Regions from separate parts of the Mus musculus genome. Here regions 2, 3, 4, 5 and 6 are each linked to region 1. A link is a contact called in public HiChIP or PLAC-seq and promoter capture Hi-C data. All regions are on one chromosome and are shown on one strand. The core of a region is the stretch at or near the end of the contact, and the rest is flanking DNA. Distances in the headings are between cores, read along the strand shown.

The links. HiChIP or PLAC-seq counts read pairs in DNA pulled down with a chosen protein or histone mark. Capture Hi-C pulls out chosen DNA fragments and counts their contacts.
Region 2: a contact with region 1 is called in a promoter capture Hi-C map of liver. The contact joins the promoter of Ephb4 here to the promoter of Trim56 in region 1. A contact is called at or near these places in 23 of 39 promoter capture datasets (the 3T3-L1 cell line, 3T3-L1-derived adipocytes, the C10 cell line and 15 more), 6 of 484 Hi-C or Micro-C datasets (B cells, bone marrow-derived macrophages, embryonic stem cells and 2 more), 13 of 115 datasets of contacts at active chromatin or transcription factors (T-cell acute lymphoblastic leukemia, bone marrow-derived macrophages, cardiomyocytes and 6 more) and 5 of 9 other capture datasets (adipose tissue, embryonic stem cells, liver and 2 more).
Region 3: a promoter capture Hi-C map of adipose tissue shows a contact between it and region 1. The contact joins the promoter of Slc12a9 here to the promoter of Trim56 in region 1. A contact is called at or near these places in 13 of 39 promoter capture datasets (3T3-L1-derived adipocytes, the C10 cell line, the HPC-7 cell line and 9 more), 1 of 15 datasets of contacts at CTCF or cohesin (large pre-B cells), 6 of 484 Hi-C or Micro-C datasets (CD4 T cells, the HPC-7 cell line, LSK cells and 3 more), 20 of 115 datasets of contacts at active chromatin or transcription factors (the 230-238 cell line, the SCID.adh cell line, bone marrow-derived macrophages and 12 more) and 5 of 9 other capture datasets (adipose tissue, embryonic stem cells, liver and 2 more).
Region 4: an H3K4me3 HiChIP or PLAC-seq map of embryonic stem cells shows a contact between it and region 1, with 2.9 times the contacts expected there. The contact joins the promoter of Ift22 here to the promoter of Trim56 in region 1. A contact is called at or near these places in 3 of 39 promoter capture datasets (the 3T3-L1 cell line, cranial neural crest and macrophages), 15 of 484 Hi-C or Micro-C datasets (8-cell embryo, CD4 T cells, bone marrow-derived macrophages and 8 more), 10 of 115 datasets of contacts at active chromatin or transcription factors (the SCID.adh cell line, bone marrow-derived macrophages, effector CD8 T cells and 4 more) and 4 of 9 other capture datasets (adipose tissue, liver, macrophages and 1 more).
Region 5: a contact with region 1 is called in an H3K27ac HiChIP or PLAC-seq map of embryonic stem cells, with 10 read pairs. The contact joins the enhancer-like site here to the promoter of Trim56 in region 1. A contact is called at or near these places in 18 of 39 promoter capture datasets (the 3T3-L1 cell line, 3T3-L1-derived adipocytes, the C10 cell line and 14 more), 41 of 484 Hi-C or Micro-C datasets (the AML12 cell line, the CH12 cell line, the G1E-ER4 cell line and 19 more), 23 of 115 datasets of contacts at active chromatin or transcription factors (the HPC-7 cell line, the NIH/3T3 cell line, acute myeloid leukemia and 13 more) and 6 of 9 other capture datasets (adipose tissue, embryonic stem cells, embryonic tail and 3 more).
Region 6: a contact with region 1 is called in an H3K4me3 HiChIP or PLAC-seq map of pro-B cells, with 2.9 times the contacts expected there. The contact joins the enhancer-like site here to the promoter of Trim56 in region 1. A contact is called at or near these places in 2 of 39 promoter capture datasets (cranial neural crest and macrophages), 1 of 484 Hi-C or Micro-C datasets (bone marrow-derived macrophages), 19 of 115 datasets of contacts at active chromatin or transcription factors (the 230-238 cell line, the SCID.adh cell line, T-cell acute lymphoblastic leukemia and 14 more) and 3 of 9 other capture datasets (adipose tissue, liver and pancreatic islet).

What each region holds. Positions count from the first base shown.
Region 1 is chr5:137,114,196-137,118,982 of GRCm38.p6, reverse strand. It overlaps Trim56 (tripartite motif-containing 56), which reads left to right and starts at 2,776. Exons shown (of 3, transcript NM_201373.4): 1 at 2,776-2,871; 2 at 4,030-4,194; 3 at 4,322-4,787. The coding sequence starts at 4,323.
Region 2 is chr5:137,347,765-137,352,551 of GRCm38.p6, reverse strand. Ephb4 (Eph receptor B4) reads right to left here and starts at 2,443. Exons shown (of 17, transcript NM_010144.6): 1 at 1,903-2,443. The coding sequence starts at 1,954. It overlaps Gm52791 (a long non-coding RNA gene), which reads left to right and starts at 2,500. Exons shown (of 3, transcript XR_003955817.1): 1 at 2,500-3,473; 2 at 4,486-4,620; 3 at 4,714-4,787.
Region 3 is chr5:137,331,605-137,336,391 of GRCm38.p6, reverse strand. Slc12a9 (solute carrier family 12 (potassium/chloride transporters), member 9) reads left to right here and starts at 2,810. Exons shown (of 14, transcript NM_031406.3): 1 at 2,810-2,944; 2 at 3,714-3,936; 3 at 4,132-4,266. The coding sequence starts at 3,756.
Region 4 is chr5:136,905,243-136,910,029 of GRCm38.p6, reverse strand. Ift22 (intraflagellar transport 22) reads right to left here and starts at 1,880. Exons shown (of 5, transcript NM_026073.3): 1 at 1,760-1,880. The coding sequence starts at 1,798.
Region 5 is chr5:136,938,639-136,943,425 of GRCm38.p6, reverse strand. No RefSeq gene overlaps it. Among named protein-coding and RNA genes, the nearest start is that of Fis1, 21 kb to the left of the region's middle. Within about 2 kb of position 2,390, at least 13 of the 459 cell types and tissues checked have an H3K27ac peak or open chromatin away from gene starts, as enhancers often do. A contact at or near this core is called in embryonic stem cells and nephron progenitors, where this site is marked.
Region 6 is chr5:137,266,347-137,271,133 of GRCm38.p6, reverse strand. No RefSeq gene overlaps it. Among named protein-coding and RNA genes, the nearest start is that of Ache, 20 kb to the left of the region's middle. Within about 2 kb of position 2,338, at least 48 of the 459 cell types and tissues checked have an H3K27ac peak or open chromatin away from gene starts, as enhancers often do. A contact at or near this core is called in adipose tissue, embryonic stem cells, intestinal crypt epithelium and 2 more, where this site is marked.

The sequences.
Region 1 (4,787 bases), core at 1,527-4,026:
AGAAGTTGTCCTCTGAAGCCCATACCTTGAGGTTTTTAGTTTCTTGGACTCTCAATTCAAGAAACTAAAAAGAAGGACAAATTAAACCCAAATTAAGCCTAAATAGTGTCGCGTGACTGTAATGCCAGATCCCTGGGAGGCAGAAGCAGGAGGCTTCCAAGCTCAAGCCTGGGTGACATCCTGAATTTCATGCTAACCCGGGCTGTGTAAAGACTGTCAGGAAAGGATAGGAGTGAGAAAGGTAAGGGGGCTGAGAGGAGAAGGGCGGGTGGGAATGGGGGAGGGGAGGGAGAGGGAAAGGGGGGAAAGGAGAAGGGGATAAAGAAGGAAACGCTAGAAGCCAGGTGATGGTGAGTGCCTTTAGTCCCAGCACTTGGAAGGCAGAGGCAGGTGGATCTCTGTGAGTTCCAGGCCAGCCTGGTTGACAGAGTGAATTCTAGAGCAGCCAGGACTACATAGAGAAGCCCTGCTTAGAAAAAAAGAAAAATGAGGCGGCGGAGGGGGCGGGTGGGGGGGACAGCAAGTCTGAGGTTCTCCTGTTCTGGGTATAGCCCCCCTCTGTCTGAGCAGCACCAGGCAGGCCCACCCAAGGGGCTTCTTAGGGACACCCCCTTCTTTATTTGTAAATGAGATTGTTGGGAGTGCTGTGGTAGTCAAGCTGACACGGTAAAACTATGGCTCACAAGGCTTGCACAAGGGATTAAAATGTACTTTATAGCACAAGGGTCTGCTATGGCCCCTGAAAATCACAGGCAGGCTGGGAGAGCAGGCTGCACTGGATCTTTTTGGTTTTTGGTTTTGGTTTTGGGTTTTTTTTTTGTTTGGTTGGTTTTTTGGTTTTTTTTTTTTTTTTTTTTTTTTTGGTTTTGGTTTTGGTTTTGGTTTTTGGTTTTTCCAAACAGGGTTTCTCTGTGTAGCCCTGGCTGTCCTGGAACTCACTCTGTAGATCAGGCTGGCCTCGAACTCAGAAATTCGCCTGCCTCTGCCTCCTGAGTGCTGGGATTAAAGGCGTGTGCGACCACGCCCGGCTGGATCTTATTTTTTAAGCCTCAAGCCTGGTCCATTGCTATCTTAACACGTTTTAAACGTTTAACTTGATTATGAACATGTGTGTGGGGGGGGGGCACACAAGCTCCATGGGCTGGATGTGGAGTTTGGGAACAGCTTGTGGAGTCAATCCCCTCCTGCCAGGTGGGTTCTGGGAACTGACGCTGGTCCTCAGGTTTGGTGGCAGGCACCGTTATTCGCTGAGCCATCTTGCCATCAGAGCTATTTTAATGCTGTTATTTGGAATCTCTCAAGTCGGCAACCTTCACAGCAAAGGAATTCACTCTGCTGGAATTCCTGCTTTTCCGCTGGCAAGAGGTGTTACCAGGCTTGAGAGCGAGGGACTCTGGTGTCCCCTGTTCCAAAGCCCACATCCTTTTCTGTTTGTTGAAACAAGGTCTCACATGTCTCAGGCTGGCTGGAACTCGCTATATGTTGAAGATGACCTCAAACTCCAGATCTTCCAGCCTCTGCCTCCCAAGTGCTGGGGTTATGCCTAGTTTATTAGGTGCTGTGGGTGTAATCCAGGGCCTCGGGCATACCAGGCGAGCTTTCTACCACTGTAAGCCATTGAGCCATATGGGGGTGAGTCCACCCCAGTGCAACCTTAATCTCTCTTGTCTTTCTGTGCTGTCTGGTTTTTCCAGGCCTTCCCCTTGGAATTGTACTTTTTTTTCTAGGCTAAAAAAAAAAAAAAAAAAAAAAAAATTTCCAAAGATGGAGGTGGTGGTACACACCTGAAATACCAACACTCAAGAGGCTGGGGCAGAAGGATCTTGAAGCTAGCCTGGGCTAAATAACGAGACTTTGTCTAAATATATACATAAGAAAAAAAAAACACCCAAAGTACATTTTTTTTTCTGAATATGTTGCTTTTACACCAGCATGAAGCAAAAATTTGGGGGAGAGAATAAAAGGGTAGGGAGATCGACAAGGTGAACCATGTTAGGTCTGCTACCACCCCAATGACTTCCTGTCCTCATTTTGATTGACTACCTGGTTTGTGGCATCCAACAATGTTAGTCAATTCCTCCCTCTACAACGTCTGTTGTCTTCCACGGTTCACACGGTCCCCTGTGATTCTTTCAAGCTTCACAGGCCTTAAACTTGCCAAGTATCTGAGGCTAGCTAGCATGGAACCTCTGGTCTTCCTGCCTCCAGCTCCCAGCGCAGGGATTACAGCTGTGGCCCACCACCGAAGGCTGAGGATTTCGGATGTCATTTCTCTGTCCCTGCACACCTGTTGCTCTCAGAACGCTCTTGCCCCGGGAAAGCCCCCAAATGCTCCGAGACCTCCTCAAACACATCTCTAGACAGCCTCCTCCAGAAAGACTGCGCTAAGCTCTGGAAATGTTCTTATCTGGGGCTCACAGCTTCAACGGTTAGCAAAGGACCCACGAGGAGCCTCGCCCACTGGCCCAATCGCTCATCTGTCATTCCTTGCCACACATAAACATCCTGACCCGATAAACATGCTCAGAGAATAGATTCTGGGGCAGTGTCTTGTTTGCAACACACACACAAGCTGACAGCTTGAGCCTGGGGCTACCAGTCGCCCTAACCTGTAGCCCCCAGACCTTCCTGCTGGAGTCGGGTCTGGCCTTATTGCCCCGGCCAGAGGGGAGGGAGGGTTCCAGGGTGGAGTGGTGAGGAAGGCGGGGCTTGCGCCCCAGAGTAGTTGTCCCGGGCCGGGGACGGAAGTTGCACCACCACAGTACGATTACTTTCAGTTTTGTTTCTCTTGCAGGTAGTCAACTGCTGGCGGTAGCGGGATTTCGGGGCTCCCCGGTCCTGCTGGGAGAGTCCAGGATCAGCTGTGGCTGGGTAAGGAGAGCCCGGGAAGGCGGATGGGGTTAAGAGCCAGCACCCAGAAAGACTAGCCTGGGGGGAGGGGAGGGAGGAAAGGGGAAGTGAGAAAGCCCGGGAGAGGGAAAGGAAGGGAGGGGAGAGAGGGCAGAGGGGACCTGAGAAGCTTGGGAGGACAAGCTTGGAGCCAGGCCCTGTCCCTCAGCCTCCCACCTCCCACCTTGTGTCCTGAATCCTACACTCACTGAGTGTAGACAACCGCACCCCCACCCCCCACTCCGAGTTTGTTTGTTTTTTTTTCCTCCCAACACTGGGGAAAAAGAAAAGTGATCGCTCTCATTCTCTCTCTCAAGGCTAGATCTCTCTGTAGGGCAAGCTCAACCAGAACTCACTATTGTAGCCCCAGGCTGTCCTGAAACTCACTTTTAAACCCAGGCTAGCCTCAAATTTGTGGCAAGCTTCCTGTCTCGGGCTCCAGCTTTCTTTATTAAGTCGCCACCGTGCTGGGGACTTACAGTACCTTCCCTCCAGGGGATTCTAGAATGAGTTTGGTAGGAATGGTAAAATTAGAGGACTCCAGGAGTCAGGCCAGATCTACATGACCCCCAGGTCCAGGAAAAGGAAGGAGATGAACTTTTTCTCCCTGAGCCTTCATCTTGATCTGTTGTTATTTTCAAAGCTAGATGGGGCAGGAAGTAGGGCCCCTTCCACCCTCCCAGGACACCCTCCCAGACAGATGGATGGACAAAGACTGCGGGACCCTGTCCAACATCGAAAAGCACAGTGCTCGCATGCCCCTGACCTGTGTGTCCTTCCTGGCTGCCCCTTGAGTCCTAGCACCCACTGATAACAGGACCCATGGCAAGGTGAACGTGGTGGTGCTTGCCTGTGATGTGAGCACGCAGGAGACTGAGGCAGGAGGAGCACAAGCTTGGAGCTAGACCCAGGAGCAGGGCTGCCTAGCTCACAAGAAGCCCTAGGTTGCTTCTCCAGTGCTACATAAACTTCCCAGGGCTCCGGAAGTGGAGGCAGGAAGTTCAGAAGGTCAAGGTCATCCTGGGCTACTTGGCCAAGTTTGAGGCCAGCCTGGGCTACATGAGACGGGAAGGGCTTGGGCTACACCTACCTTTGGCCCTTGACCTGGTATGTTACTAATTAGAGTATTCTATCTCTGAGGCCTGGGGGCTACCTGGTCTCATCTTTCCCACAGGCTCAGCACTTCCTACAGCCGGTCGCATGTTTACGTTTGGTGAGTGTCTGTAAAGAGAACAAAGTGGAAGAAAAAAACCCTTCCCCTGGTATCTAGTGCCTCCCACAAGCCAGAACGTACCAAACATCCAGGTGAGTGTGGACACCAGGAAAGAGTAGGGGAGGGGCTAGGATGAAGTGTGTTTGTGGGGCGGGGGAAGACAGGACCAAGCTAGGGACTTGGCCCAGGTATCTCTGACTTCTGCCCCTTCCCTTATAGCATGAACTCCAAAGACTCCTCCCCAACTCTGCTGGAAGCTCTGAGCAGCGATTTCCTAGCCTGTAAAATCTGCCTGGAGCAGTTACACACACCCAAGACTCTGCCATGCCTACATACCTATTGCCAGGACTGTCTGGCACAACTGGACATCGGTGGTCAGGTCCGCTGCCCCGAGTGTCGGGAGATTGTGCCTGTACCCGCCGAAGGGGTGGCCGCCTTTAAGACCAACTTCTTTGTCAATGGGCTCTTGGATCTTGTCAAGGCCAGAGCTCCCGGAGACGTCCATTCAGGGAAGCCAACTTGCGCTCTGTGCCCTCTGGTGGGAGGCAAGAGCTCTGGGGGACCCGCCACAGCCAGGTGCCTGGACTGTGCCGACGACTTATGCCAGGCCTGTGCCGATGGGCATCGCTGCTCCCGGCAGACCCATAAGCACCGTGTCGTTGACTTGGTGGGTTACAGAGCCGGG
Region 2 (4,787 bases), core at 1,194-3,693, 230 kb before region 1:
GAGGGAGGAAGGGAGGGTTGGGGAATCCCCTGGTGAGGGTAGGCAACCTGGGAGGGGGCAGGAGTCTGGGAACCACATGCGTTGAGAGTGGGCCTCCAGGGGAGTCAGCGGAACACCTGGGACCAGGTCCCGCCCTCCCCTTTGGCTTTGAGAGAGAGGAGTGCCTGGAGTTAGGGTGGATGAGGGAGGCATCACCTCAAAGTTGCGGTGCTGTCTCAGGGTGTAGGGGGCAGGCAGGAACCTGAGCAGCCAGAGGCAAAGCCTACCGGCCCCTCTAATGGGTGGCAGGAGACAGCAGAACACGTTGGGGACAGGATGCCCACGGTTCTGGGAAGGGGGTGGATAGAGGCCGCCGTCCCCACCCTCCATTGTTCCAGCCTGGATAGCGTTTTCCTGTCTCCAATTTACACACTGTCTGTGCAACAGGCTGCTCTTCAGCCTGTTGAGCTGAGCCCAGACTCACTTTCCCTGCATCCACAACACGCCAGTTTGCCTCCAGCTCACTTCAGTCCCCCAGTTCCCAGACCCACCTCTCACCTCCTTCCCTCCAGGGCTCCATTTCTAGGTCGTCGTCCCCTCCCCCCCCCACCACCACATCTCCCAGTTTACACCTCCTTTAGGGCCTGAGGCCTTGGATAAACTAATTAACATTTCTAAAGCTTTAGTTTGTCACCTGTTAAGGAAACAAGAACTCTCCTTTTTTGCTGGGCAAAATAACAGTAAAATAATCGCAGTTGGCACAGGTGAAGGCAGGGGCTTGAGAATCATTCAGGTAGCGCAGGCGAGAAGGGGCATTTCCTATTGGCCCGTCTTTCCCTCCAGACACACTTCATGGGTGCTCTGCCCATTTGACTTCCTCCTCTCCAGGAGCCCAAAGTCTGTCCTCACCCCATTCCCACACTTTGATCAGCCCAGAACAGCACTGCCCAGCCTAGAGGGAGCTCCTTTGATTCCATCGCTTCAGGGAGAGATCTCCCCCACTCTTGTGTCCCACTCCCCAGATTCTCCTTTGATTCTAAGCAGCAAGGGAGGTTGTGGGGGAGCCAAATTCATTGAAAAGAGATTAGGGAGGCAGGAAAGGGGGTTATGAGTCCTGTGCAGCCCCAAGAGGGACTGTGGAGTTAGGGGCTCACAGATCTGAAGAGGCATTTGGAGAGGAATACAGAAGGAAAAAAAAAAAAAAAACCAGAAATCTGAGGCGGGCTAGGAGGCGGCCAGCTGGGGTGAATTAGGGCGACACAGGCCGGTGTTAGGCAGTTTCTGCGGGCTTGCATGGCTGGAAGAAAGCCTCAGCCTTGGGAAAAGTTGAGGTCTAAATGGCATGTAAAAGGTTGGGGTACAGCCTTGAGAAAAACAAGAAAAGAGTCTGCACGAGGTCAGTAGCCTGGCCAGCCATTTGGGAGTTGGAGAGTGGGGCTGCAGATGGGGCCATCCTGACTGGGGTGTGGAGTCCAGGTGTGAATGAACGCTAGGGAACCAGAGGTGGGGGTCGCTTTACGGCCTAGCTGGGGTCTGCCTCGCCTGCAAGTGCCCCTTCAGGAACTTTCCCCTGGAGTTTAGCCAGAGGTGGAGAGAGGATAAAAACTTTGGGGGATAGTTTTGAACATTAGGGTGGACAGGAAAAGGAAGGCTGTCATGGGCCTTTGGCATCAGGACTGAGAATTTAGAAGGCTGGGTAAGGGAAGGTCCCGGGTCTGAGCTCTCGACTCCATCTCTTTCCCAAACAAAAGAAAAACCCCACTCCCCGCCAGGCCGCCTCCTCCCCGCCCCCTCCCGTTCTAGTGCTATTGGTCCGAAGTGTTTAAGGGGTACCGGAGTTGGGATAGGGAGAGACCAGCTTTTGCACTCTGAGGCACAACTTTGGGGGACCCCAAGAACAGGGGGCACCCCAAGAAAACTCACCTTCTAAAGCAGTGGCGAGGGAAGCCCAGCACAGCAGCGCTCGGAGCTCCATGGCGCCGCCTCACTTTGGCTGAATGCGATCCGAGTTTGGGGGGCCCTGGCCCCCCCAGGTCTGACCCTCCCCTGGGCGGGTGCACACCGACTCTGCTGCTGGGACTTTCCGTCGAGGGCCTCTCAACGATGGCCCATGCGGGCGCGCCAGGCACCCGCGCTCAGGTGCGGCCCCCACGTCCCCGCCGCAGCGCGCGCGCGCGGGGAGGCCAGCCTTGAGGGGGGACGTCCTGGCAGTGGCCGTCGCTGGGCGGGCGGAGATCGGGACGTGGCTGAGAGTTAGGGGTCCCTTCGGGGCTTCGGGGGTCCCGCCCTGGCTGGCTGGGGTGGGCCGATTGCTCGCGGTCTCTCTCGCTCCCTGGAGTGGTTGGTGGATGTCGCGCCGCCGGGGTTAGTGCGCCGGTCGCGGTCAAGGAAGGTGGAAACCAAAGTGGGAACCGAGCAGGAGGGAGGGAAACAGGCTGGGCCAGGGCTGGGCCGAGTCGAGACTGAGTCGGGCGGCGCCTGGCCTAGGAGGGAGGGGCGCATAGGAGGCGGAGACAGTCCCATGTCAGAGTTTCCCCCCGCCCCATCTCCCAACACCCTGGAGCCCGGGTTTCTCTGGGAGGGGGGGGTGCACGGGGAGCTGATTGGCTCCTATGCTGCTGAATAATTCATGAGAGGGGGGGCCGCCCGAACTGAGCCTGTCGGGAAGTTAGGAGAAAGTTTGCAAGAGGGGGAGGGGCGGCATGTGTGGAACTTAGGGACTGTCCAGGGGTGCTGGGTGTCCCATGCCTACTACCCCTGATTGTGCATGTTGGGGCAGTAGCCCAGGAATCCTCAGGACTGACCTGAACCTACCAGGCCTCACAGATGTGTGCGTAAATGTGAATGCCCCCACACAAAGCCTGCTTTGACCTTGCAGCGGGACCTGAGATTCCACATCTGGATGCGCCCCCTGCCACCTAGTTGGAGCAGGGGATTGCATTTGGGAGGAGAAGGTTAAAACTTTGCATTTGGGTATGGAGAGCTTCCCAACAGACCTCCGTTCCTCAAGCAATAATCCCAGCTTGTCTATCTCCGGAGAGAGCGCTCACACAATCAGTGCGTGCTCGTTAAGTCCTGGAGATCCACTGAGCGCGCAGCCTAACGCTGGAGAAAGTGGTTTGAAACCCAAAGTATAGAAAATGTAAATAAAAGGCAGGCGTGTCAGAGAGGGTGAGGGATCTCCGTAACACCTCATTTCATTTTTTTAAAGGAGGGGGACACTTCCCCGCCGCCTGCAGCCTTGACCTCCAAGGCGGGGGTAGGGACCGTTGTGGCTCTTTCCTGAGGCTGTTTCCTGTCTGGCTCCTGGGGGCCCTCGGGATGGCTGGGAGGGCCCTTCCTCTCATTTGCTAGCACCCCCTCTCATCCATCAGTTTGAGGGGAGGGTCCAGGAAAGACGGCCTCCTATCTACATCAGGGCACTGTGAGTGTGGGGCACGGGATGGTTGGATGAGAGAGGTGCTGTTCCCGAAGTCGGTCCTTTAAGGGCTGCGGTAAGGAGACTTTAATTTAAGGTAATTAGTACAGGGTCTGGAAACTCTGAGGTAGGAGTCTGGGGCACCTGGGAGTCTGCCAAATACCCTAAGGGCGCACACACACACCCCAGCGGGCGCGGGAGACCGGTGATGACCTCTTGTCCGCCTGCGCGCACACACACACCAGCGGGCGCGGGAGACCCGTGATGGCCTTTTGTCCCCGTGCACTTATCTTCCTGGCGCAAGTAGTGCTCCCCACCCCCTGCCCTTCCTCACAGCCCTGCCTGGGTCCCGCTCCGGGGTGGGGGGTCAGCCAGGGCAGGAAACAGCCGGCTTGGCTGGAGCCAGGCTGACCGGCTAGATCTGGGAGTCCCCTCCTCCTTCCCCACGCAGACTCAGGCTCCCCTTCTCTTATCCACAGACACCCCCTTTTTTGCAGCTATCATTCTGCATCCGGGTCCCCCTGAATTTCTGAGTCGTGGCTTGTTCTCACCCTAGGAGCCACCATCAGCAGCCCACTTCAAGCCTTTGATTGCTTAAAAATTTTCACATTTAGTGGGATAAGCAATTCATTAGTATGCAGAGACGATTAACGCCTCAATAGAGGAGAGACAAGCAGCCTGGATGACAGAGGCAGGCGTGGAGGAGGGTTCGGTTGATGAGACCCAGCTGAAAAGATGAAAGAGCCCATCAGATTATTCCGAAAACCCAAAGACAGTGTATCAGTAAGAATGACTCCTGGGCTGGCCTCTCTGCTGCTATCAGTAGAGAATTTGGTAAACAGTTTCTCTAGCACCCAGAAAGCCCTGAGTTCCATCCCATTCCTACACAGATCCAGTGTGGTCATACTCCCACAACTTGGGAGGAAAGTGGAACCAGACTGGACTACATTGCAAGTCTTACACACACACACACACACACACACACACACACACACACACACACACACAGAGAGAGAGAGAGAGAGAGAGAGAGAGAGAGAGAGAGCGCGCACTGGTGAAAATCCCGTGATTTCCCTTTTCCATGCAAGTGACGCCCGAGATCTTTACTCCCCGGGTCAGGAAGCACCCTCCATTTATCCTGTGTGTGTGAGGTCATTCCTTCCACTCCCGGACCACCAGAAACTCCTGCTGCCAGCACTGAGTTGCTTAGCCTTCTGCTGCAGGTGAGAACTCCCATTAGCCCAAAATCAGTGTTTGTCCCAAAGACCCAACCAAATCTCAAACCTTTTTGTTTTTCTTCTTCTTCTCGGTGTTAGGGGACTTGGAGGAACTGGGACGTGGCTCTGTGGTAGAAGTGCCAGCTGCCAAAGCGGACAACTTGAGTTTGAAT
Region 3 (4,787 bases), core at 1,561-4,060, 220 kb before region 1:
CTACATGAAACCCAGCCTCAAAACCAACAGACAAAACCACACTTAATGCATAAACAACAGCCGGGCAGTGGGGGCGCACACCTTTGATCCTAGCACTTGGGAGGCAGAGTCAGGTGAATTTCTGAGTTTGAGGCCAGCCTGGTCTACAGAGTGAGTTCCAGGACATCCAGGGCTACAGAGAAACCCTGTCTCAAAAACAAACAAACAAAAAGACATAAACAAGACTAGCCAGATGTGGTAGTTCATACCTTTCATCTCAGCCCTTGGCAGAGGCAGAGAGGCAGAGAGGCAGAGAGGCAGAGAGGCAGAGGCAGAGAGGCAGAGAGGCAGAGGCAGAGGCAGAGAGGCAGAGGCAGAGAGGCAGAGAGGCAGAGAGGCAGAGAGGCAGAGAGGCAGAGGCAGAGAGGCAGAGGCAGAGAGGCAGAGAGGCAGAGGCAGAGAGGCAGAGGCAGAGGCAGAGGCAGAGAGGCAGAGAGGCAGAGGCAGAGAGGCAGAGAGGCAGAGGCAGAGAGGCAGAGGCAGAGGCAGAGAGGCAGAGGCAGAGGCAGAGGCAGAGGCAGAGGCAGAGGCAGAGGCAGAGGCAGAGGCAGAGAGGCAGAGGCAGAGGCTCTGAGTTTTAAGCCAGCCAATCTACAAAACAAGTTCCAAGTTCCAGAATAGGCAGGGCTACACAGAGGAACCTTGTCTTGAAAAATTGAGGGGGTGGGGGAGACACAACCAAGAAAGAAGAAGGCAGGCATGGTGGCAAGATAGCTATAATTCCAGCACTTGGGACGAGGAGGCAGGAAGCTTAGGAATTCATGGTTATCCACAGCTGTGCAGCCTGGGTTACTTAAGAGCCAGGCTCAAACAATCACACAAACTGCATAGTCAGAGTGGAGGGAGCTTTTAGAAATTAAAAAAAAAAAAAATCGCCAAATATTGTCTGAAACATGGGTAGCAGGGATGCCTGATTTATCCTTGGTAGAGCCACAGCAGGTGTGCCCATCTGTGTCCACATAAATTCATACGCACGAGGAAGCCTAGGTCACGTGTCTTTCTCAGTAACTTTCTACTTTATTTCTCTCACTGAACCTGGAGGTCACCAGTGCAGCTATGCTGAGCCCCAGGGATCCTCTTGTCTGCCTCCCCAGCATCCGGCTTATTCAGATTCCTTTACTTGAGCTCTGGGGATCAGAACTCGGGTCTTTGTGCTTCTAGGACAAGTGCTTTTGGTAACTTGGAGCCCCAGCCTCTTCTATGGGAATGTGAGACTCTATAACTGTGCTCATTCTGGAGGTCCAAATAACAGGGTGACCATGAATTGCTACGCTACATAAAAATTCAGAACATGTGGCTAAAGGTCTCCAAGGGGGACCAGTGAGATGGCTCAGTGGGGCACTTGCTGCTCTTGCAGAGTACCCAGATTCCGTTCCCATCACCTACATGGTGGTTGACAATCATCCGTACCTATACTCCCATGGGATCCAGCACCCCTTCTAACCTTTATGGCCACTAGGCACGCACGTGGTACACATACATACATGAGACAAAATACTCACATTTAAAAAAAAAATCTAAAGAAAAAAAGCTTCCCATCTTCAGTTCCCTAATCTAATACAACCACAGTAGTAGAACGTGCACTCACAGAATGGTTATGCATATTTAATACAATACCGTGTGAGGGGAAAAATGAATATGTATGTATTGGACTAAAGAGTCAATATGTTAAGGCTTCGTATGTACTATAGCATCACTTAGTGTGCTTGAGGCTCTGTGTTTAATCTCGGGGTGGGTGGGGGCAGTGCTCTTTTAGGAAAATAAATATTTGCATCAGGCTGTGCTGTTACTTATCTGTAATCCCAACACATGGGAGGTATAGGCAGGAGGATCAGAAACACGAAGTCTTCTTCAGCTATGTATTGAAATGGGGCTAGCCCGGTCTACATAAAGAGCGCCCCCACCCATGCCCCCTGCGAGTATACACGGTTAGTTCATCTCTCAACTGCTCTCCTTGAAGGGATGTCTTTTTTAAGTCCCGTTTTATAGATGAGGAAGCGTCGTTGGTAAGACCTGTAAGGGTTGAAGTTGGAGTTTTGGGGTCACAGATAAAGGATTTTTTTTTTCTTTTTTCGAGACAGGGTTTCTCTGTAGCCCTGGCTGTCCTGGAACGCACTCTGTAGACCAGGCTGGCCTTGAACTCAGAAATCCGCCTGCTTCTGCCTCCCAAGTGCTGGGATTAAAGGCATGCGCCACCACTGCCCAGCTCACAGTTACAGGATCTTAGGCACAAAAGCAAGCAGGGTTACCTGCTTATTTACCCGGACCTGAGTCGGGATGGAGGATCACGGCTCCCTCCCGTGGCCGAAGAGAAGAGCGCAGCCTGCGAGCTGAAACTGGACGAGGAGGGGGTCTCCTCTGAATGTGAAAGGGACCAGGCTGGAAGCCCGAGGCACTCTGGGTCTCCCGAGAAGCTGAAATAGTACGACTCCGGCAGGCGCCGACCGACGTCGCTCTCAGTTCCCAGGTGTGTACCTGAGTCAGGTGCCGCGGTTCCGCCCACTCCACTTTTCCGCAGTCGCCACGCGCCCCTTTCAGATATTCCTGGGGGCGTCCTGGAGCTCGGAGTGCAGTCAGACCCTCACCATGGGCATCTGCTAGCATCCTGGCAACGGGGGGCTCTGAGGATCGTGACCCACTACCTTGCAAAAGACACCCGAGACGCACGTGGAACGGTTTGGCTTGCAAGGCAGCGTACGAGAGTGTGGGCGGGGCTTGAGTGTAGACCACACCTTTGAGGCGGGGCTTGAATCGGGACCAATGGGACGCCTTGCTGGGGAGGGCAGGCTCCGGGCCTGACATCCCGGTAGCCCGCTTGCTTTTTCCGGCTCCCTCGCCCCCTCGGTTTATAGCGGAGCCCCACAGGCGCGCTGGGATCACACCGGAGCAGCTTCATTCCTAGGTGGTGAGTGAGCACCCTGCGGCACCCAGATGCAGGGTGCACTTGGCCGGCTGGAGCCAGATGCCTGTCCCCCCCGCCCCCCCCCAGGCATCCAGTTACTGAAGCAAGTGGACAAGAGCGGGTGGGTGGGGGAGGAGGACCCTGGGGATCCTGTGTGGCTGATGCTAGGCTGCCTGCATTTGTGTTTGGACAATTGATGGCTCTGTTTGGATTGATAGAGTTTGGAGGGCTCATTGTAGAGATTAGAAAAATCTGGTCAGGATTGAGATGGGTTGAGGGACAGGGGTGATACAAGGTGGAGCTTTGAGAGCTTTGAAAGTTTCTTATTGCCCATGTGTGAGGTGCTGTATTGAGGGTACTCGACAGGAGCAGCATAGGACTTGGGAGGAGGTGTTTACTGGTAATAGCTAACTTCCCTTTGAGGAGATCTTCTTCCCCTCTTGTTGCCAATTAAGGCGAGACCTATTTGACAAGGGGATCTGTGTCCCTTTCGCAGACTCACTGCTACCCCTAGTTTCAGAGGCACGGAGGATGACACGGTCCCTAAGAACTGAAAGGGACCCTGATTATTTAAACACCAGGGTCCGAGAGTGGGGAAGTTGCTGGGACAGTTTTGAGTTTCTGTGCCCTGTGTGTGTGTGTGTGTGTGTGTGTGTGTGTGTGTATCCTTTGCAACTCTCCTTTTGAGGAAACTGAGTGTTTAATTAGGGTTTTGTTTAGGGAGAGAGGGTCTGTGGTATTGCTATCCAGCCACTAAAACCTCTTTTTACAGGTCTCCTAGCCCTTTTGTGGCTTCCTCTGCTGGCGTTCAGCAATGGCCAGCGAGAGCTCCCCTCTTTTGGCCTACCGGCTTCTGGGGGAAGAGGGGGCTGCCTTCCCTCCCAATGGAGCTGGAGTATCTGGAGTGCCATCATCCCGCAAGCTCTCCACCTTCCTGGGTGTGGTGGTGCCCACGGTTCTGTCCATGTTTAGCATAGTCGTGTTTCTGAGGATTGGTGAGTAGAGGAGGGAATTATTGGGAAGGGGCTAAGGCTAGGGATGGACCCTAGTACATGTGGTCAGATGGAGGGTAAGGCCCCTTGAGGCCTTGTGTGTGGCTCTGCTGTGGGACTGTGCTGGCCAGTGGGATGGGGGGAAGGGGGAGAGGTATATAAGCATCCCTTGTGACCTGCTTTTCTCCCCCTGTGCAGGGTTCGTGGTGGGCCACGCTGGGCTGTTGCAGGCCTTGGCGATGCTACTGGTTGCCTACATCATTCTGGCACTAACAGTCCTCTCAGTGTGTGCCATTGCCACCAATGGAGCTGTGAGAGGGGGCGGAGCCTACTGTATCCTCCAACCTAGATGGACTGGGGTCTGGGTATTTCTGTCCTCCAAGGTTCAGGAGGGGAAAGGGGCCAATATCTTCTGTCTGAAAATAGGCCAAATGTTAATGAATATAGCCAGTAAAGGTGACCAGCACTCTTATCTTCATGCCTGGTCTCCTAACACTGTTAGCAGTTAGCGTTTTTTAAGCACAGAGTGTGTATGTAGCTCAGGGGTAGAGTGCTTGCCTAGCATGCATGGGTTCGATCCCCAGTCCTTCTCCCCCTCTAACAACAACAACCACAAAAAATTGCTCACTGATAGTCATTGTACAGATGAGGAAAGTGATACCAGGCATGGAAATGCAGGCCTCTCACCCTGGGTACCTGGGAGATGGAGGCAGGAGGATGAAAATCCCAAGAGTACCCTGGGTTACAGAATGAATTTGAGACCAGCCTGGGCAAAATAAAAAAATAAAGAGAGGGACATGATGAACCATGCCTCTAATGCTGAGGAGTTCTGGGTCATCCAACCCATAGTGAGT
Region 4 (4,787 bases), core at 631-3,130, 210 kb after region 1:
GAGGCAGGACGATCAGGAGGTCAAGGTCATTCGAAGCTCCATGAGATCCTGCTTCAGAAAAAGCCCAGACCACCAAGTAACCAAAGACACAGCGCTCTCTGCAATTATACTCTCTTCTCCAAGCTGCTTGCTTTAAGGTAAGGACTTATTATGTAGCTCAGGCTGGGAACCAAGCTTCCTGCCTCAGGCTTGAAAATGATGAAGCGTTGTGTATATCACCAACCGCAGATCTGTAACAGTCTGCAAACTTTCTCCAAACCACAACCATGCTCTCCATTTTATTTTATATATTTATTATATATATTTATTTATTTATTTATTTATTTACTATTATATACAGGGTTTCACTATGTAGCCCTGGCTGGCCCATTGATTAGGCTGACCCTCAACTCAGATTTACCTGTTTCTGCCTCTTGGTGCTGGAATTAAACGCACGCACCATTATGTCCAGGCCGTGTGAGGGTCTGTGCATATTGAGTGCCTGTACCCACAGAGGCCAGAGGTGTCAGGTCTCCTGGCACTGGAACCTAAAGGCAATTGTGAGCCAGCTGGCGTGGGTTCTGGAAACCGAACTCAGCTCTCTCTGCGAGAGCAGTATGTGTTCTTAGTCACCAAGCTGTCTTTCCAGCCCCTCCTTTCTTTTAAGCCTTCTCCTCCTCTCTGCCCCAGGCTAGACTCAACACTCCTATATGGTCCAGACTGGTCTCAAACTTGTGGCAACCCTGAGTGTCTTGTATGCTGAGGTGTCAGGCCTGCGCCACACATGGCTCAATCCTCCTTTGCTTCTGTGCATACTTAGCAACTTCTTTCTCTGACAGGTTTCACGTATCCCAGGCCGGCTTCAGACTTGCTATTGTAGCCCGGGCTGTGGCCTTGAACTGTCAATCATCGTGCCTCTCTACCTTCCAAACCCTGAAACTGAGGCATGTACCACCATGAATGTTTTATATGAAGAGGATTGAACCCCGGGATTCCTGTATGCTAGGCAAACATCCTATCACCCAGCTCTACCCCAGCCTCCTAACTTAGGATTAAAAACATATCTTCACCATATAGTCACCTATGAATGTACATTGGTTCTCATGTTTGGTCCATCAGCCAATAACCTCAGATGAAGATCACATTATTAAGCTAACCTTCTGAGCTGGGACCCAAGGATTTGAACTTTAACCATGTAGGTAATTCCCGAATTCTACTATCTATCTATCTATCTATCTATCTATCTATCTATCTAATTTTGTTATCGGAGACATGTCACATTGTAGCTCAGGCTGTCCCAGAACTCAATACATAGCCCAGGCTGGCCTTAAACTTGTGATCACTCCTCCACTGCCTGCTGAGTCCTGGTATTATTACAGGCATGGGACACTGCACCCAGCTTCCTTCTACAGTTAACTTATTTGCATGTTTAGTTTCGGTCCATCTGAACTTTAATTCGGTGAATCACATATAGAGTGACTTCCTCATATTAATAACCACTTGCTCCAAGTCCCTATATTGAAAATATCTAGTTTTCTAATCTCATGGACACATTCCTTTTGCACGGAAGGTTCGGAGGGGAAGTCATGAGGCGCCCCTTATTTCCGCTGCCCTTGAGACCTGGGTACCTCAATATTCTCCTCCACTACTTGGGAGGGGTGAACTGGATGAAGGCCTGGTCACGGTAGCGCCAGCTGCCGCCCTCAGTGGGGTTGCTGGTACAAAGTTGCACCTCCTGAGAACAACCCCAGTTCTAGGGAGCCCCCGAGCCCTGAGTTACCTCGCAGGGGCCCACGAAGAGGATCTTAGCCTTCAGCATCGCTGTCCGTTAACACGAACCCGCGGAAGCCCACCACCAAAGCGCGCTAAGCTCCCCGCCGCGTCCGCCAGTCTGGGCCGCATGCTCTGATTGGCTGGTCAGTTTCCACGGCGACCGGGAACAGCTGCGCAGTAGCCCAGGAAACCCTGACAGTTCCGGGAGCCTGGAAAAGTGGCCTACGATGGAAGCTGAGGAGGACCAAAAGAGAAAAGGCAAAGCTGGTCCTGCTAACTGCAACCTGAGCGTTCTGGAAGGGGTACAAGAGCCAGGCTCCAACCTGCTTTATTTCTCCCGGTCTTCCTGAACGCTCCATAGATTAAGGGAGCTGCTAAACTTGCCTGGAAAACAGTACTGTGATTTTGGTTTTCTTTTATTTCCGCGGTGGATGCTGGAGATTGAACTCAGGTGGTCATCAATCCTAGGAAAGCGCTCTGTCATTGACACCATATCCCCAGTCCAACTCGCATGTAGACCTGCTGGCCTCAAACTCAAAGATATCCACCTGCCTTTGCCCCCCCAACTTTAATACCATTGAAGGCATGTGTCACCACTCTCGACTCCCAACTTTTTTTTCAATTTAAAAGGTTATATCTATCAATCAATCATCATCTATCTGCGTGTATGTGTGTCCGCCATGATACATATGTGAAGATCAGAGGACAAGCCATAGGACTCAGTTTTCTTCTCCCACCACCATTTCAGGCTTGGTGGTTCCGGCCGTTACCTGATGAGTCACTTTGCAGCCCTGTCATTATTTATTTTGATGCTGAGATTGTTCTTGGCGGCGGAGAAGCTTCTCCAAACCAGTGTGTGTGTTCTTTTGACATTTCGGTCATTCTCTGAGTTTTTTCATATTAAAAACAAAAAAAAAAAAAAAAAAAAAAATCAAAACCTACGCGCGCGTGTGGACACACACACACACACACACATACACACACGTATACAAAAGTGCAGGTGGTTGTGGAAGCCAGAAGGAAGTGCCCTGGAGCTAGAGTTATGGAAGTTCAGTTGCCCAAAATGGATGCTGGAAACCAAAGTCGGGGCTCCTCTGAGAGCAGTCAGTGCTTTAAACTCCGAGCCATCTCCCCAGCCCCGGCTTTCATACTTTTAAGCACCATTATATTAATCGCGGGTGGTTAATTTTATTGCTCTTGTTCCAGAGTGGCAATGTATTACATACATTCTTTCGCATGCATTGAAAAAAAAAATTTAGGGCTGGTGAGATGGCTCAGTGGGTAAGAGCACCCGACTGCTTTTCCGAAGGTCCAGAGTTCAAATCCCAGCAACCACATGGTGGCTCACAACCATCCGTAACAAGATCTGACTCCCTCTTCTGGAGTGTCTGAAGACAGCTATAGTGTACTTACATATAATAAATAAATAAATAAAAAAGAAAAAAGAAAAAAAATTTAAAAGTTTCAAAAGACAAGAGACCCCCTCAGGAAAATTATTTCTTTACAACAACCTGGAAAATTTGAAGGGAACTTTGTGTTCCTGCCTCTGACTTTCGGCATGAAACACACTTAGGTCCCCGGCCCGAGCTGTAGGAGAAGTTGGTGTCAGGTCATTGGGCAGCATATATTCAGAGATGGGACTGCTTGCCCTTTCGCACCTCAAGTTTCCTTTTCAGATGAGAGAGAAACTACACAGTGTGTTTCCCCTTACCAGGTAAATTCCTATAGAGTAGTGTGCATATATGCATGTGCGTGTCTCTCTGTGATCCTGTGGAGGACAGAGGTTGGCTTTGTATATTTCCCTATCAATTTCTACCCTTCTCCTCCTCCTCTTCCTCCTCCTTCCCCTCCTCTCCCTCCTCCTCCTCCTAAGTCTCTTATTGAACTTGGAGCTCACTGTTTCAGCTAGATTGCCAGCTCCCTGGCATCCCCTTGCCTCTTCCCCCTCCAGTGCCGCCACTAGGCTTTTATGTGGGTGCCAGGGATTAGAACTCAAATCCTCATGCTTGTACAGGAAATCTCTACAATCTCTAGAGTCATGTTTTCATCTGTGCCTAAGCTAGTACTCGGAGATAAAGTGTGTGGTTTGACTTTAAGGAACAGAAAAGAAACTAACAATGGAAGGAGGCTGTGTCCAACTTGATAGCAGTAAGGAAGCTGGACCACAGGCTTTGTCCAATACCCCAGCTTCCTCCCTCTCCCCCTTCTTTCTGTTTGTGTGTGTTCATGTACGTGTGTACATATGCTTGTGTATGTGTGTGCCCATGACGATACATATACATGTACGTTTGCACACATGCATATATACAGTGCACAGAGCCAGGGTAGATTTCTGGTGTCTTCTATTGCTTTCTGCCCTATTTTTCAAGATCTTTTATTTTATTTGTATGGGTCTGTCTGTGCATCATTTGCATGCAGTATCCGAGCAGACCAGAAGAGGGCGGCAGATTTCCCCCTGGAAGTGAAATTACAGCTAGTTTGTGAACTGCCTGTCATTCGGTCGTGCTGGGAATCAAATCCTGGTCCTCTGGAAGAACAGCCAGTGTGTTTAACTCTTGTGTGATCTCTCGATTCCTTTCACCTTAAGTCTCTTACTGAACAGGGAGCTATTTCTGCTATTTCTGCTACCTTGCCTGATCAGCAAGCTCCTCTTCCTGTCACTTCCTCCCCAGTCCTGAGACAAAGGATGCTTGCCACTGCCTGGCTTTTACATGGGCACTAGGATAGAACTCAAGTCCTCATGCTTGTGTAGCAAGCACTACCACTGGGCATGTCCCCAGTCCTCCCATCTCCCCTCTTATGTGCAGAAATGCACTGTCTCCTTTGTGTGCAGGGATGGCTTGCCTCTGGCTGGTTCAGAGCGAGCCTGGGCTGCTTGATTGAGCCTGGCTGTTTATTTGTTACATCGGGAAGAAGTTGCAGTGTATTCCATCCTTTAACATTCTAGAAAAAGTCAAGCACAGTGTGCGTGCCCATGTTATCTTGGCACTCAGAGGCAGAGGCAGGAGAAACATGAGTTCAGAGTCTCAGCTATA
Region 5 (4,787 bases), core at 1,141-3,640, 180 kb after region 1:
CTCTTCAGTGCTGTGGGTTGAACTGTACACATATTAAATAATGCGTGCATCCTGTTCCAGAGGCCAACTCCCCAGACCTTTTATATGTTCATTTCGAGAGAACTCTATACTTAGGAGACAGAGGCAGGCAGGTCTCTGTGAGTCTGAGGTAAGCCTGGTCTACATAGAGAGTTCCAAAGTTACATAGTAAAACCCTATCTCAAAAAAAAAAAAAATTCCTTCTGAGATCTCAAGAGATTCTCAAAGAGTTTGGGCTGGCCTCGATCCTCCTGCCTCTGGAGACCTGGAATCGTGGCTTTGCACCACTGTGCTTGGCCTTTAATATTTCTTCAGATATGAGCAGAGTCCCTCCATGAAGCTGTCAGGCCTGGAGATTTCCTTTGTTTGAGTGTGAGGCTAGAGTTAACAGAGAAGGTTTTCTTTTTTTTAAGCACAGTTTCACATATCTCCGTAGCCATGGCAATGACCCCTGGTCAAATTCTGAGAACTAGAATCCTCACTGAGAGATTGGTAAGAGGTTCTTTTCTGTGCCCAAAATAGAATCAAGAGGAACCAGGCAGCAAACCAGCACTGAGGGGCACACCTGTAGACTGAGCCCCTGAGGGGTGGAGGCAGGAGGATGAGGAGCTCATTTGGGCTACATAGCTTGAGGCCAGCCTGAGCTGGGCTACATGCAACCCTGGGGCAGAAAAAGATGAACTAAGGACTGGAGAGATGGTTCAGTGGGCAAGAGTGCTTGCTTTGCAAACATGGGGCTCTTAGTTCAAATTCCCAGCATGGTGTAAAAAGCTAAGCATGGCTGTTTGCATGCCTGTAACCCCAGGACGGTCAGGGTGGTGGAGGGACAGGACTTCGTAAGGGATCCCACATGTACTGTAGTGACACCTTGTCTCAAGGCAGTAAGGTGGGACAGCCGAAGTCCTCTCCTTATTGGCATATGCAACTGCACACACGAGCACATACAACAAACATACCTACAGGAATTTAACAGAATGATGAACTAGGCTGTCCTGGTAGCTCTGGTTTGGGTCTGGAGGTGGGGCCTGGTTGGAGGAAGTCCATCACTTCGGACTTGTAAAGACTTCAAGCATCCCTGGTCCAGACTCGAGGAGGAGAGCAGCTTAGTTTGCTACCTGCTTCCTGACATGAATGACCTCTGCCTTGACCCAAAGCAGTCAGAGCCTGGGCCGACACCCGGGCTTGAATGCACTCTTCTAGGTGAAGACCTCGGACATTTTGTCAAAGTAACAAAAAGCTAACAAGGGCAGGTTTACTTTCTAAAATGTGTGCTGTGTGCTGTGTGTGAGCATGTGATTATGTTTGACTCTGCATGTTGTCACAGGACAACTTGGAGGCACCAGGGTCCCTCCCTCTGCCATGTGGTCCCAGGGGTCAGAGCCAGGCTCTCAGGCTTGGTGACAGGTGCCCTTACCCACCGATGCTTCTCATTAGCCCTTTCTGTGTGTGTGCATATGTGTACGTACCCACATTTGCAAATGCAGAGGGTCCTGCTCTATCACCTTCAGCCTTTTGCCCTGGAGACAGGCTCTCTCGCTGAATCTGGAGCTGGACTGGCACCTGACAAGCCCCAGAATTTGACTCTGCCTCCACAGCCCTGAGCTCACAGGGTTACAGTGTGGCCTTGACTGTTTTTTGGTTTTTGGTTTTTCGAGACAGGGTTTCTCTGTGTAGCCCTGGCTGTCCTGGAACTCACTTTGCAGACCAGGTTGGCCTCGAATTCAGAAATCCGCCTGCCTCTGCCTCCCAAGTGCTGGGATTAAAGGCGTGCGCCACCACACCGGGCTTTTTTTATTTTTTTATTTTTTGGCCTTGACTGTTTTATGTGGGCTCTGGAGATTTGAACTCGGATCCTCCTGCATCAAGCACTCTTACCCAGAGAACCATCTCTTCAGTCCCCCAGCATTTTAAAAGTAGGCATGAAGATTCACTGTACTCACCTGTGGCTTTGTATGGGAGCTTGGTGGTCACATAACAGGCACGGGCCCAACTCCCGTGGAGAATTTTGACTTTAGGACTCGTGAGATTTCCAGGACAAGGACATCCCAACCCAGCCTCTGTAGCGGTGAATCTCCTCCCAAATATGCCCCGGCAAAGAAAACACATAACAGTTCATGTGATTACAGCTGTGCGCCTAGACTGGGCAGATCTGCCGCTACACTACCATCTTGCACATCTATGAGACCCCTTAGAACTTGCGGTATCTCCAGGCCATGTGCTTCCGCTCCGATCTTCTCCTTCTTCCTCCTCCTCCTCTGCGTCCTCTCCCCCTTCCATTTTCTCCTTCTTCTCCCTCCCACCTTCTGCTCCACCTTCCCTTTTATCTGCCCAAGCATCAGCTCTCCTTTATTTTACAAATGAAGGTGGGAAACAGGTTTACTGGAAATCACCTGGGTGCTGACTCATTCCTTGTTCCAACCACTCACCAGAGAACAGAATTAACATCAAATATGATTAGCCCCAGGGCTATCCACAACATTTCCCCCTTTCTGTCCAATTAAAAGACTATTTTATCTTAGATATAATTGAATATAACTATCATTATTTTGTAATTTATAAAGTACAAGAGACCTAAACACCCAGTCCTTCATCTTTGTTAGTTAAACAGAACCTCTTATCATCTATCCTTACTTAAAAGCCTTATAATTCTACATCTGGCTGTGTCTTAGCTTTAGATAGGATGCCATCTGAAAACCATCCTCTCAGAACTGTCCTGGCTTGGCTAGGAGACTATGTAGGGTCTCAACCCCATCAGAAATCCAAGACTGACTGATATTAACTGAAAATATATAGAAAGCCTAAAACAGCTTCCAAAACGTAGCCAATCCACAGAGACTGCTGATCACCTGGACAGCCCCTTACTTCAGCAGTTGGAGCATCGGTCTTCAGCCTACTGGCCAGGGTCATCTGACAGACCTAGAGAAATAGGAATATTAAGGACTGGCCTACTCTGTCTCTGCAGAATCAAGCTGTCCTAACCTATAACTGTGTCCTTACTTTGGACAGCATTATGGCTGTAGATGAAATGATGAGGCAATTCTTGCCTAGTGGCTGTTTCGCCACAACTGGAGTAACTCAAAGATGCTCAGTTTCTTCTTTGAATCCCAGACAGACAGGGAAAGCTGTCAGGAACGAACTGGTCTCAACAACAAATGAATAAATAACATTAAATGTCACGTTGTGTGGACTTTGGACGTTTTCGAAAACCAACTATCTACGTAAAGTAATTTAGACTGTTCTCTGTTAACTACTCTCAGCCATTTCTAATTAAAATAACTGAGAACACCCTAACTATTGTTAAACTCAGAGCCATGAATTTCCTATTTGGCTCTAAACTCACAGGCTTAAACATCTCAGATCTGTTTATAATAACAGCAATATAATCACTGTAGTTTGCTCTTGAAACAAGAAAGTGTGTGCTTGACCCCAGCACCCTCCAGCTATTTATATCTCTCCCTGCTGTGTCTACATTGAGTGTATCTACTGAAATAAATCATAACTGAGAAACCACTTTTGTTTGAGTTTTGTGGGGGACTGAATACAAAGATAGAAAGGGTACTGGGGAAGGGGAAAGGAGCGCCTGAGCACACTGCACATGCACAGACACACATAGAAACACACACACAGCTGGGCGTGGTGGCGCACGCCTTTAATCCCAGCACTCGGGAGGCAGAGGCAGGCGGATTTCTGAGTTCGAGGCCAGCCTGGTCTACAAAGTGAGCTCCAGGACAGCCAGGGCTATACAGAGAAACCCTGTCTCAAAAAATCAAAGAAACACACACACACATTCAATTGCTTGCTGAACTCAAAACTATTGTTCTGGGACAGGAGAGATGGCTCAGTTGGTAACAGCACTTGTTGCTCTTACACAGGACCCAGGCTTGGTTGCCTGCGCCTGCGTGATGCCTCACAACCACCCATAATTACAACTCCAGGGACTCTAGCGCCCTCTTGTGGCCTCCACGGGTACTAGGCAAGCCTGCAGTGTTACATGCATGCATGTAGGCAAAACACTCACACACACAAAATAAAACCAATCTCTTTTTTTAAAAACCCACATAAAACGTATAGTCCCAGCGAAGACAAATGACAAATGTACTCCTCAAATGGCACAGACCCACGGGATAGTTCTGAAGGCACCAGCGGGCTTCAGGGAACTTGGTAAGATGACAGAGAAAGGCATTTGTTTTCTGGGAAAAGCTTAAAGCTGAGTGGCTGATGCATAATTGTCTCACAATTTCACGGAAGCCTGAAAAGGGAGGCCCAATGGCCAATGTTATATTTGGTTTCTGTCACGGGGCTAGTTCTAGAAGAGACAGAAAGACAGGACAGTCAGGGCATTGTGGCCCTGTGCGGAGGTCTGTGAAGTCTCCAGTCCTGAGACAGAGTCATGTCACATGACCTCCTGACATTGTTGTATGATGCATTAAACCCCAAAATCTCATTTGAAACTAAGTTCATCAAGGGTCATTACTGAGAACAGGATTTCTTTCTTTTTTAAACAAAATGGCTCCAAGAACCCTAGCTTACATAAGACATCCTTAGGCTCTTGTCTGTCCTGGGCTTCTTGTGCAATTCCTGACACTACTTTTTGTTTAGTTATTATTAACATTTCGGGTTTTCAAGACAGGGTTTCTCTGTGTAGCCCTGGCTGTCCTGGAACTCACTCTGTAGACCAGGCTGGCCTTGAACTCAGAATTTCACCTGCCTCTGCCTCCCAAGTGGGTTTTTTCTTTTGTTGTTGTTTTCATTATATTATCTTTCAACCT
Region 6 (4,787 bases), core at 1,089-3,588, 150 kb before region 1:
TGTGTGTGTGTGTGTGTGTGTGTGTGTGCATGGGAGAGTATATGTTTGAATACAGTTATCTACAGAGGTCAGAAGTGGGGAGCCAGATTCTCCAAAGCTGGGGTGACAGGTGATTCTGACCCTGCCTTACTTACATACCTACTGGGAACTGAACTCAGGATGGCCTCTGGCCTCCACATGCATGTGGGCATGTGCGTTCACTATCTTGACAAAAGTTTCTGGATCAGTGGTGAGGTGGAGCATCTCAGAGCGACAGGATAGAGGAAGCTGTTGCTTACTTTATGGGTCCGTGGGAGGAAGGGGTAAAATGTTGGGGTTGTCTTTGTGTGCATGGCCCGGATACCTCAAAGATCTCCCGCTAAACCTCAATTTGTGTATTAGTTACCAAATCCCCGATGTAAACCACCGAAGGGAAAAGTACTTATTTGAGTTCACTGTTTCAGAGGGCTCAGAGCATCGCCACAGGATGGTGTGGAACAGGAGACTAGGAAACCAAGGAAGAGAGACAGACATCTCCTGGGACAATGATCCGCCCCAGTGACCTACTTCTACTTAAGTTCTTCCATCCCTTCCCCCTCCCTTTCACTATGTACTCCAGACTTGTCTGGAACTCACAATCCTCCTGCCTCCACCTCCCAAGACAGCATATGTGCCACACACCTGGTGTTCATGCCTTTTCTTTCTGAGTTGAGCATGGTAGTCCACAGTGTGACTATTCTATGATTTCCTGGTGGTACCCTCCCCCACCCACCAACCCACACCACGGTTGAACCAAGGGTCTGGAGCAGGCTATACAATCACTGCACACCCAGCTCTCATTGCAGAGTGGCCATAACCCAACTTGGGTTGCTGCCATTTTTTTTTAAACTAGAGCCGTAATTAACCAGAGGGCAACAGACATCTGTGGAAATGCGTGCCTGAACAGAGAAGAGGGTGGGTAGGAGGCTGTGGGGAACGGGATTATTTAACAAGGTGCACATATGTATCTGAGTGAACATATGTGCACCATATCCATGCAGGAGTCCTTAGAGGTCAGAGGAGGGCTACAGATCCACTGGAACTGAAGTTACAGATGGCCATGAGCCAACTCATACAGGTGTGGTGGAGCAAACCAGGGTCCTCCACAGAGCACTACCCGCTCTTACTTGGTCCTCCACAGAGCAGTACTCGCTCTTACTTGGTCCTCCACAGAGCAGTACCCGCTCTTACTTGGTCCTCCACAGAGCAGTACCCGCTCTTACTTGGTCCTCCAAGGAGCACTACCCGCTCTTACTTGGTCCTCCACAGAGCACTACCCGCTCTTACTTGGTCCTCCACAGAGCACTACCTGCTCTTACTTGGTCCTCCACAGAGCAGTACCCGCTCTTACTTGGTCCTCCACAGAGCAGTACCTGTTCTTACTTGGTCCTCCACAGAGCACTACCCACTCTTACTTGCTCAGCTGTCTCCCAACCAATTCAGAATCACGCTAGACGGACTGGGGCTATTCAGCTCAGTGGTAAAGTGCTTGCAAGCATTCCGGATGCCCCAGGGTTTGATCCCCAGTGCTACCCAAATTTTTTTTTTAAAAAATCAAATCATCTTCTGTTTTTCTTTTGAAAACTGTGTTCTTGTACACTTTGTATGTGGTTGATGGTCTATCTGCTGAGGAGTGTACTTTGTAGATCTTCCACTGTACTCTTGTCTCTTCCTCCTCCCACACATCTCTCCCTCTCCCAAAGACAACCCCCCAAATCTTGTATGTGTCCTTTTTAATTATTTTGTGTGTGTGTGCATGCGTGTATGCGTGTATGTGTGTTCGTAACACACCGCCCCTCCCCACCCCCACTTCCTCCCTCCCCATCCCCTCACCTCCAACTCCAACTCTCACTTCTTCACTTCCTACCTTATTTTTCCAGACAAGGTCTCTCACTGATCTGGAGTTCCCACATTGGTGAGGCGAGCTACCCAGTGAGCCCCTGGGACCTGCCTGTCTGTCTCCCCAGCCCTGGTTGTTACAGGCCTCGCACTGTCTTGCCTATGGGCTCTGAGAGACTTGAACCCTCCCGCCATTGCCTTCCACACTAAAGCAGCATTTTTGTCCCGGTGGCTAGCTGTCTTCCCTTCCTGGGACCCAGTCCAGTTCTTCTGATAGTGAAAAGACTTAGGTTAAATTCTGCGTTATTCCCCGTGGAGTCACAGTCTGAGTCCCACAGCTGTGGACAGAGGGTCGAGGGGACTTGAAGCAAAGCTGAAAGGCTGACAGGGCTTTGTTCTGGTCCTTTGTCTACAGGAGGCAGGGGAGGAAGGCGGAGTCCTTGGAAAGGATGGAGTCATGGGGGACAGGAAGGCCAAGGGTGGGGCTCTCCCACCTGGCCCCTAGTAGGCCTGCCCTAGCTTCCTGTTCCCTCCCTTTCTACAGCACTGATGTCCGGGTAGCGGGGAGAAGAGAGGGAGGCTGCGCAGCTCAAAGGTGAAATTGTTCTGTTTTCATTCCTGGCAGGGCAGAAAGCCAGTGCACCGCGTTGGGGCCAGGATCCACGGCTCACAGCTTCCACCCCCCACCCCACCCCCCCGGCTCTGGATCCGGTTCTGCTCCCAGCCTGCTGACGTCTATGTTGCTGCTCAGTCTCCTTTGGCTCCTCAGAGCCTCCCCTGGGGAAGCAGGTGAGGGGGGAGCTGCAGTGAGAGAGGGGCTGGTGAGACCCTCGGGACTCCTGATCAAGGATGGGCGGGGTGGGGCGGGGCGGGGTTGGCTGTGAGGCCTGCAGAGCAGGAAGAGGGGTCTCTCCCATCTCTGGCTGTCGAGGCTAGAAGGGGAGGAGAGAAGCCGCAGGCTTCTGATGCCTACACCTGCATCCTGGGGGCAGCAGCTGGCTGACAATGCTGCTTGGACTCTGCTTGCTGTCTGTCTCCCCTCTCTGCAGCTGCCAGCACTCCTCAGTCTACCCTCAACTCCCGAGCCCCTTTCAGGGGGAATTCTTCCTCCTTGTCCTGACACCTTTGCTCTTTTTATCGTCATTCACCACCACCACCATCACCACCACCACCACCACCACCACCACCACCACCACCACCATCACCATCACCACCATCACCACCACCACCACCACCACCACCATCATCACCATCACCACCATCACCACCACCACCATCATCACCATCACATCATCATCACCATCACCATCACCATCACCATCATCATCATCATCATCACTACTGCCACCTTCTCCTTCCTCACCTTCCTATCCCTGCTTCTGTTTCTCTCTTTCCTGCCCTCTCCTCCTCCTCTCTCTCTTTCCTCTTTCCTCTCTCCCCCTTTCTCTCCTCTCCACTCTGCCTTTTGCTGCTCACCTCGCCTTGGGGAACCTCAAAGCCTGCCTTGCTTTTCTCCCAGGATCTCCCAGGCTGGAGAGGCACAGTGGTTATCAGGGCATGGTGCTTACCCAGTGTGCAGGAGAGGCTCCCGGCTGGAGCACCAGCATCCCCTTCCCCAAAGGGAGGGGTAAACGAGCAAAGGGAGAAAAAAAAATAGCGCTGCCCCAAGACTATAAAGTGTGGGGCTCACACCTAAGGACCCCCAGTTCCTTTTTCCTCCCTCCTTTCTGACCTTTAGTGTTTGTTTCTGCTACAGCCCAACTGCAGAGCACTCCAGCGTCCCCTGCAGGCGACAGCTTTAGCAGACAGGGACCCAGCTGGGGAATCTTCATGCACCCTGCTTCCCCAGCGGCTGGGATGAGAGGTGACATCCCAGCTCATAGGAAAGGCATGCCTGAGTCCCTACACAGATGCTAAAGCCAGGTTACAAGAGATGGGGATGCTTCACGCTCACTCCCACTGTGGCTGTCTGATCCTTAGTGCTGTTATATGTAACACATGTGTTGTGTGTAATGAATGAAAGGGCCCAAGCTAGGAGTATTGTACATACCAGTAATTCTAGCACTCATGAGGCAGAGGTATGATGGCTGAGGGCACCTAAGCTGTGACTGACAGTTTTGCCAGGGAGAGATAAGTCTGTGTATTTGGAGGTATGGAGAGGACGCTTGCTGGACCAGTGTGATGACTCAGCACATAGAGATGTTGCTGACAAATCTGATCATCCGTGTTCCATCTCCAAGAGGAGAGAAAAGATGCTCAAGGTTGTCCTCTGGCTTCCACATTGCATTGTGGGTTCACGTTCCCTTCCTTACATATGTAATAAAATAAAATAAAATAAAATAAAACAAGCCAGGACAGAACCACTGTATAAAATGTGTATCCCCCACCGTGCATCACAGACCACAGAGGCCAGAGAGCACAATGGAGCTGAGGTTACAGGCAGCCTTAAGCTGCCTGACATGGATGCTGGGAGCCAAAGTCACCATGTTAGGAAGGGCAGCAAGCTCTCTGCTCAGACATCTCTTTCTGGATGCTTCCTCTTCTTCCAGGTCCCTTCATGCCTCGTGGTCCTCTCTGCCCATCCCTTAGTCTTAGCAGTCTATGGACTCCAGTCTCTTGTTCTCCTTTGGAGTTCCCTCTCTATCCTTTCCCTCTTGAGCTGATTTCTGTTTCTATGGTATGGGTCACCCTTCAGCCAAGCTCTGGGGGGTCTCCTAATTTGGAGAGAAAGGGCAGGCATTGGTTAAAAGGTGGGACCCAAAATCCAAGAGGGCTGGAAGACTCTAGACAGCAGTGGAGAAGAAGGCTCAGAGAAGGGAAGATGGGATATGGATAAGAAAGGAGGGAGACCAGTGGGGGGATGGCTTACTTGGTAGAATGCACACCTAGCATGCGCGAACCCCGTAAGGCCGGGTATGATTCATCCCGCC